Regions from separate parts of the Mus musculus genome. Here regions 2 and 3 are each linked to region 1. Evidence: chromatin contacts called from public HiChIP or PLAC-seq data. All regions are on one chromosome and are shown on one strand. Each heading gives the region's core, a stretch centred on a gene start, on an enhancer-like site or on the middle of the called end of the contact. The rest is flanking DNA. Distances are from core to core; before and after follow the strand shown. Region 1 holds the start of St3gal1 (ST3 beta-galactoside alpha-2,3-sialyltransferase 1). Region 2 has its middle 510 kb from the start of 1700012I11Rik. Region 3 has its middle 470 kb from the start of 1700012I11Rik.

Region 1 (2,598 bases), core at 51-2,550:
TCGGAACTTACACAGTGTACCAACCCTATCTAGGCAGTCCAGAAGCAGAGTTGAAACCCACTCCTTCCTCCTTCCACAAGCTGGCTTGGATTGAGTGAGCTCTTAGATGCCAAGGGCAGTTTCAAGAGCCCTGTATCCACTTGCTCAGTACAACAACCCAAGCAAACGAACGCTGGGACCAGGGCCCTTTGCAAGGGAGTACGTGGAAACACAAACCTAGGAAACAGTGGATATGGCCCAAAGAGCCCAAGATCACACCGTAATGGAGAAGTGCCGCAAATTCGCCCCAACATTACAGCCTCATTCTAGTGAGTAAACAGCCAGGCAGCTCTGGCCTCCCCCACTGCAAAGGCTTGTCCCCAGAAGTCTCCAGAACTGAAAACGGAGAGACTCCTGCGCACACCGTCTTTCCTCTTAACATTCCACGGAAAAGTTGTAGATGAGATAGTTCCAGTGAGAGGATACCCACTGACAAACCAGATCTTAGAAATGCCTTTTAAATCCACCATTTATGATCTACGACCCACACACGTTAAATTCCGTACCCTCACTTCCCTATTAAAACAGAAAAACTTCTACCCTAACCTAAACCAAATCCCCATCCCCAGGCTGCCTTGGGGACCTTTCTAACTCTGATTCCCACTATCAGCCTTTGCTTAGCGCTGGTCTGCGAAGCTGTCTATCCATCCGCAAAGGAAAGGCCCTCGGCGGAGTAGACGGGAAGGGCGGGGATGTGGATGCTTATAGTGACCTGCTCTGCGGCTCCCAGTCCTGGCTGCACAGACACCGCAATCCCTAACCCCGCGGTGCCCCTCCCCAAGCCTACCTAAATCCCACCTCGAGTCCCACGCCCTCAGAAAAAGCGGTGGCTTTGCCTGATCGCCCTCTCTCTCCACTGCGACCCTGAATGGGGCTCTTCTGGGCACCGCCAGCCACATCCTCTCGGTGCACGCCCAACGCCTCGTCCCTCGGGTTGACCCCACGGGCTTCGAGCCTCTCGGGAGTTCTTCCCTAGCCTCGCCAGCTGTTCCCGCAGATCCCTCTCTTGAGGCAGTGATATTGTTCCCGCGCTGCCTCCTCCGGCGTCTCTCAGACGGGTCCGGCCTCCACCCAGCCCGCTGCTGTCCACGTGGCTTGGCTGAGCTATATTGAGCTTGCAGGAAGCCCCAAGCTAGAGGAAAGCCGAGCTGAGGCCGGCAGGAGGGGCGGAGGGGGGCGCCCGAGCGCCAAGGGGCGGGCGCTGGGCGGAGGAAGGGGAGGAACCTAGAGCCGAAGAGCCGTGCTGGGCGCGCCGGAGTCACGGCTGGGACCGGGCGGGCGAAAGCGACTCCTCCCCGGACGCCCCGCCTCTCACTCCCGTTACACCCGGGGGAAGGTGTTCCAGAGGCGGCTCCCATCCTCACCCCGCCTCCCTTTTCTCCGGCGCTAACCTCTGCCGGCGGAGCCCACTATGCCAGACACTTTCGACACTTTGCAAAGACAAAGAGCCCTAAACCGGAGGGAGGAGAGAGGAGGAGGCAGAGAAGGAGCGTGAGGTTTGAGCTGGCTGGGTAAGTATCCTGAACACATCTCCTTAGATACCTCTCTGAACCTCTTCAGTGCCCCCAAAGTCCGGAGTGTCTCTGGCTTTGGTAAGTACGCACCCAGCTGGTCCCTGTCCCGGTGCCCCAGGGACGGCGCCCCCTCGCGAGTTGGGGCTGGAGAAATGTTGCTTGTGTTCTCTGAGTACTGAGGTGATCGTCCCGACCCGGGCACAGAAGGGGTGGGAAAGGGACTAGAAAGGTGTAACAGTAGAAATGGGACCAAAGACCCTAGGCGCCAAGAGGGAGACACAAGGAGAGAGATCTCTGTCTCCGCCACGGTGGTCTTCTACCTGCGGGTCAGGGAGGAGACTCCAGCTCTGGGGCTCCAGGCTCTTTGGCACTTACTGGAGGAGCCTGCCGGAGCTCAGTGAAGAGCCTATGGCAGTTGTAGCAGTGGCTCCCGGAGCGGCCGTGGTGACATTGCGCCCAGCACCGCAGTGGATCCCCGCCCGGGCCGCGGGTAGGAGACTCCATCAGGCGCAGATTGTCCCCACTCTCTAGAGAAGCGGAGGTCTCGGGCTGGGACACTGGGGACGCTTGGAAAGCGTTGGTTTTCCAGACCAGAGGTCTGGACAGTGTCCGGATGGAGTCTCCCGATCAGCTGTGGGCAGGCGCGGACCCGGGAGGAGGCTGTTGGTCCCCGGGACACCTCTAATACCGCCCCGTTTCGGATCTCGGGGAGAAGTTGGAGCTTAGGACAGCACAGCAAAAAGCGGTGTGTCAGAAAGTGGGTAGATGAGGGTGGTCAAAGTGAGCGTGGCGGTGGAAAGTCTAAACTTGGAATCTGCTCCAAACCCGTTAGGCGCCGCAGCTGCCAAGAAATAATGGGACAAAAGTTAGCAAAGTCTGCATCTCTGTAGTGTGACCTGCGCAGGGCATGGTCTGCTGCTTTGATATGTGCACGGGGTGGGCAATGGTGACACCGGACAAAGCGACTTGGTTGGAGTACTATTAGCTCGGGATTCGGACCTTTGCGCAAGCAACTTTCAGCCCTCGTTTTTCTACGCGTGGGTGT
Region 2 (2,598 bases), core at 43-2,542, 560 kb before region 1:
CTACTTCCTGGCAACTTTATGCTCACCTCTATTTTATCCGAGGTCCTTCCCAAACTCCTGGGTTACTTTGTGCCTACTTCCTGGCAACTTTATGCTCACCTCTATTTTATTGGAGGTCCTTCCCAAACTCCTGGGGTCGCAAGTTTCACTCACCATGAACTTACCCTGCCAGCAACCACTGACTGCTGAAAGTTCTGAACTCGGCGGGGGAGTCGGTTCCCCGTACGGGCCACCAATTGTCGCGCCCTCTCTCGACCAGCAAGAACGACGTGACCACCAGTCCTTCTAACAGCAGTTTATTCAGTCTTCATCTTTCTTCTTTCTCTTCATCAGTACCGTTCCCCAGCTGAAGAGTTCTGAATCCACGCCGGATCCTTCTCAACAGTCTGTTTTACGGGAACACTTTATTAACCGCTCCTTCCCAGTGATGCAGTTCTGAATCCTCCCTGTAGCAGGGGGTCTTCGCTCATGCCTGAAGATGTTTCTTTTCCCGGGTTTCGGCACCACTTCTTGCGCGCGCTCAACAGGCCAGGAAGAACAACGCTGCTACAGGATCCTTCTGCACACATTTATTCAGTCCTGTTTCTTCTTTCTCCATATATCTCCCTTGTTTATATCTCCCTTGTTTATATCTCTCCCTTGTTTATATCTCCCTTGTTTTTATATCTCCCTTGTTTTTATATCTCCCTTGTTTTTATATCTCCCCCGAACCCTGGGCCTCTCACTCTTTTATACTCTCAGTTCCCATCCACGCACAGCAGGCCACGCCACTTCACCAGGCACACAGCTTCAGCTAATCAGGGCAGCAGGGGCATATCTCCATCAAAATGGATTCACCTGTATCCTGGTACACCTGCGCAGCTCTCAAGATGTTTGTGTCTTATATGAGGAAGTCAGGTGCAAGTCATATGACTTAGCTGCAGTCCCTGGCGCCTTTGGGACTGCCGCCACACCTGCTCCCCACACAAAGCCATGTGTTATGACATCTCTTGGCTGAAGGCTATGCTCCCTGTATTTGACTTTGACATCATTCATTGCAGGGTGGTGGGATGACTTGAGCACCGGTTGAAGAGTTCCATGGTATTGGAGAAGAAGAGTAAGATTGAGAGGTAAAAACCAAAACCAAAACTTAGTTTTCCAAGATGACAGCTCATACAAGTCAATGGACATAACAAAAAAAAAAAAAAAAGATATTTCATTGCAGATACCAGGGTTTGATTCCAGTACTGCCACCATGACCAAGTACCTTCACTATGCTGAACATCATTTAGGTCATTTGTTAAGTGGGAGGAGTAATCTGCCCACAGTTGCTATGTAATTATCCAATCAGGGTTTAATGAATCCTTCCTTTTCACCCCTATCCACATGGGAGGGAAAATGTAGAGAAAAAAAAGCAGAAGTCCATATTTGTGTCTAGAAACTTTTCAATACCAGTTTCAACAGAATATTGTCTCAGTTACTTTTCTATTGTGATATAACAGCATGACCCAGGCAATTTATAGAATGAAAGGTTTACTTTGGGCTTGTGGTTGCAGGGGGCTTAGGTCCACGGTGGCAAGAGTGGAGTTAACAGGAAGCAGACAACTAGGACAGAAGCTTGACCTACAAAACAGGAAGCTGAGAGCAATAACTTGAAATGACTCCAGTCTTTCAAAACCTCAAAGCCTGGCACACTTCCTCTAACAAGATTCTACTCCTCAACAGTCAGAAACTGGGACCAGATATTCAATGCAAGGGCTTTGTGGGGAACATATATTCAAATCACCACAAATATATTATGAGATAATTTAAGTAGCTAGTAATATTATGGAGTAGGTAATAAATGCCCATATACAATATTTAGATTGATATACAGATATTTCAGCTTTCATATAGACTGGAGCCATCTTGCTCATAACTCTTTAAGTAAGTTCAGTCTTGGCACAGAAAAGGCCAATTCCTTCCAAATATTGTGCTTAGAGAAAATTATTGGAGCAACTGTAGATGTTTTACTTTGCAATGATCTATTGGCATCAGTGTTTATTGATGGGTGCATACTATTAGCTATAAAAAATAAAGACTAAGGCCTAGTCCCAATGACATTTTAGGACTCACAGGGCTATCTTCTCTTAATATGCTTCTTTTTCCATTCCTGGATTCCATTCCTCTATGAGAATGAAGAGGCCGTTGTTTCTGCAGAGATCATAAACTAAAGAGCAGAGAAACTTACTGTCTGCCAGTGTAAAAAAGCAGCAAGTGGTTCAAGAAAAAAAATACTCGTCTCAATACATGTCAGCAGAAAGCTATCTAATCAATAACGAGTTAAGTGTCATAGAAAAATGGGGGTAGAAGCCTTTGATAGGGACAAAAGTAAGAAATGGGGATATGGTGTTTTGGCTCATCTTTTGGAGGTGAGTCAAAGAAAAGAGAATTTAACGACAGCAGAGCCCAACTCCTTCTTCTGTAAGCAGATGACCTGATGCAGTCACGGACAGTATTTCATCCCAAATGCCTGTTTCTAAAGAGTAACACAAAAATAGGTGAAAGACATCAGAAGGATGACAATCTCAGTGTCACCATGTGGCCTCAGGCATATCAGTCTCAATGTACCATGCTGAC
Region 3 (2,598 bases), core at 26-2,525, 520 kb before region 1:
ATCCCTGGGGCTCACTGGCCATTGAGTGTAGCTGAATCAGCGACCAACAAGTCAACAGAGAGAACCTGTCTCAAAGTGTCACCTTCCTCAAATGGCATTCAAGATTATCCTGTGGCATCTACCTATGTTCATGCACGAGCCTTGGAAAACAAACACAGAGTGTATCATGCAGGGCTGGGTGTTCAAAAGGCACATCATTGTCAATTCTCAAGGTGATAAGTAATCAGATGCTAAGTTTGTGAAAGGGAATCAATAACAGAAGCACCATCCTCAGCACACAGCGTATCCACTCCCTATACCAACACTACCTGCAAGTTTTCAAAGATTTACCAATATCTTTCCCATGTTTTTCATGTTCACTTATTCTTATTAATGATCTTGGAGAAAAGATATTCCCTAGCATTTTTAGTGCTAATAGACAATAGATAATAAAAAAATTAAATAGGTTTGAACTGAGACTTACTCTTTTAGGATTTAGTGCTGAGAGAATGATCAACCATATCATAGTATATATAAGGAGTCCTTCAATGTAGTGAAAAGGGAAATAGAAAAGGCTGGGAACACTTCATAGGATTAATAGATTCTTTTGTTCAAATAAATCCTGTTAAGTAATGTTCAGTCAGTCAATGTGATGATTTGTAGTTATTCAAATCATGTCAGAGAATTCTTTGTTGTTATGTGCTCTGTTAACAAATCCATGCACTAAGGAAGTCAACTCTGGGCGCACAATCATATGATTAGGGTGACAGAATCTGGGATGAATATGTCATAGCATGATGCTATGAGTCATTTTCATGCTCTTCACTTTATTAAATTCTCCATTTTTTTTAAAAAAAATAAAGCACCTTCCCTGTAGGACTAACTAAAACAGTTATTCATTGAACAAATGTGTACCAGTTATTCATTTAATAAATGTGAACTCCATGTTTTACTTTGTGTGCAAAGCTCTGGAAATGATTCCATGAAAACGCATTTCTCTAGGATCTTCCTTTCATTTAGAAGATCTTTTGCAGATATAGAGTCCTTAAAAAGAGGTAAAGAATTATGTGAATAAAGAGATCAGGTTGGTACCCTAGTAATTTATGTGTATGTATGTGGGTGTTAATATACATGTTTACATGTGGAAACCTTAGAGGTCAATGTCAAATGTCTTTCTCAATTGTTTTCTACAGTATTTTTGAGACAGGATTGGATTGCTGAATCTATAACTCTCCATTTGGCTAGGCCAAGATGACCAAATGAGCTCTAGGGAAACTCCTGTCTCTGTCCCTTGCCCCAGATTCACACTTCTGCATCCTTAATTTTCACTGGATGCTCAGAACATAAATACCAGGCCTCGTGCTTGAGCAACAGAAAGGCATATTACTGACTGAGCCATCTCTCTAGTTCTACACTTAGATATTTATGTAGAGTATGCCAGTGCTGATCACCTGCATGGTTAGCACAAATCCACAGTCTAATAGGGTTTTTAAAGTCCTATTGTCATTGAAAAGTCCATTACCTATTGTTTAACTATTTGAACTATGATCAGACTCAAGGTTCTTTCAGTCCTTGGAACTGTTTCAGAAGGACACTGACAAATGGATGTCCTTGCAGATGACGATGAGCATACATCTCTTCCTAAAAGTAATGACTATGTTAGGCAGGTGGAGTAAATCAGCAGAAAGCTCTCCATCCTGTGAGAGTCAGAATACTATCATCACTGGGCATACTTTTAATGAAAGGGATGGCTCCATCAAGTACTGTGGGTGTTCTCTATATGTTAGAGGTGTCATCACTGACCTCTTACACTCTTGTTCTAAATTTGACTGTCCACTTTGAAATAGCCAATTAAAAGTCACTCTCCTTTTAAATTTCTCTAAATATACCTCATTGCAACATTGGAAAAAATCTTGGTTATACTACCTTTGTAACCATTACACTACCCTCAACTCAAATGCTTCTTTTCCTCTTCATTTCTCACCGAACCTAAAAGCCAAACTCCATCAGCAGTCATGTCCCCAAATTTCCCACTTATACTTTCTCAAAGTCCACAAACATTATCTACCTAAATAGTACCTTTATCTGTTTTGTGAATGGTTGTCTATGGACTCTAGCCTGACTGATTTTCACCTGTTCTAGAGGGACTCCAATATGCTTTACCAACACATGTGTGCAGTCCTCATTTATGAAAGAAATGGGAAGGATAGTCGAATAAGAAGAAAGGAAAATCATAATCATTTACTTTCAAGTATTCCTGAAAATGCCCAAAGTTGATTACAGCATCCTCATCCTAGATGAAGAAGAAAGGTCAGGGAGATAAGATCAGAGGGAAGAGTCAGAGCAAGGAGGACCAGCTGGATGTGTCCTATTCCAAGCCTATTTATTGTTGGTACAAGTATTGAAGCAACACTGTGTTTCAATACAGAAGAGTGTAAACAGTGAAAGATAAGGGTCCTCAGACCCCTATAGTGGGAACTCACTGTCTGAAGGTGCATGAAAAAGTGCCTAGATGGCCTATGTGTATAAGCTGGAGTTATGTCTGTAGGGAAAATGAGGAGGCTAGGAACTCCGTGTGTTCTTTGAGGTAGACTTCTTTTTCTAGGAAATGTCAGTGTT

The links. HiChIP or PLAC-seq counts read pairs in DNA pulled down with a chosen protein or histone mark.
Region 2: an H3K27ac HiChIP or PLAC-seq map of bone marrow-derived dendritic cells shows a contact between it and region 1, with 15 times the contacts expected there. The contact joins the enhancer-like site here to the promoter of St3gal1 in region 1. A contact is called at or near these places in 2 of 39 promoter capture datasets (embryonic stem cells and hippocampal neurons), 1 of 15 datasets of contacts at CTCF or cohesin (large pre-B cells), 2 of 484 Hi-C or Micro-C datasets (bone marrow-derived DN3 thymocytes and nephron progenitors), 18 of 115 datasets of contacts at active chromatin or transcription factors (VIP interneurons, astrocytes, bone marrow-derived dendritic cells and 14 more) and 2 of 9 other capture datasets (adipose tissue and macrophages).
Region 3: a contact with region 1 is called in an H3K4me3 HiChIP or PLAC-seq map of bone marrow-derived macrophages, with 6 times the contacts expected there. The contact joins the enhancer-like site here to the promoter of St3gal1 in region 1. A contact is called at or near these places in 3 of 15 datasets of contacts at CTCF or cohesin (the NIH/3T3 cell line, large pre-B cells and pro-B cells), 2 of 484 Hi-C or Micro-C datasets (the BV-2 cell line and bone marrow-derived macrophages), 18 of 115 datasets of contacts at active chromatin or transcription factors (T-cell acute lymphoblastic leukemia, VIP interneurons, acute myeloid leukemia and 13 more) and 1 of 9 other capture datasets (macrophages).

Annotation. Positions count from the first base shown.
Region 1 is chr15:67,175,584-67,178,181 of GRCm38.p6, reverse strand. It overlaps St3gal1 (ST3 beta-galactoside alpha-2,3-sialyltransferase 1), which reads left to right and starts at 1,300. Exons shown (of 9, transcript NM_009177.4): 1 at 1,300-1,550.
Region 2 is chr15:67,732,190-67,734,787 of GRCm38.p6, reverse strand. No RefSeq gene overlaps it. Among named protein-coding and RNA genes, the nearest start is that of 1700012I11Rik, 510 kb to the right of the region's middle. Within about 2 kb of position 1,292, at least 30 of the 459 cell types and tissues checked have an H3K27ac peak or open chromatin away from gene starts, as enhancers often do. A contact at or near this core is called in bone marrow-derived dendritic cells and bone marrow-derived macrophages, where this site is marked.
Region 3 is chr15:67,690,853-67,693,450 of GRCm38.p6, reverse strand. No RefSeq gene overlaps it. Among named protein-coding and RNA genes, the nearest start is that of 1700012I11Rik, 470 kb to the right of the region's middle. Within about 2 kb of position 1,275, at least 2 of the 459 cell types and tissues checked have an H3K27ac peak or open chromatin away from gene starts, as enhancers often do. A contact at or near this core is called in bone marrow-derived macrophages and macrophages, where this site is marked.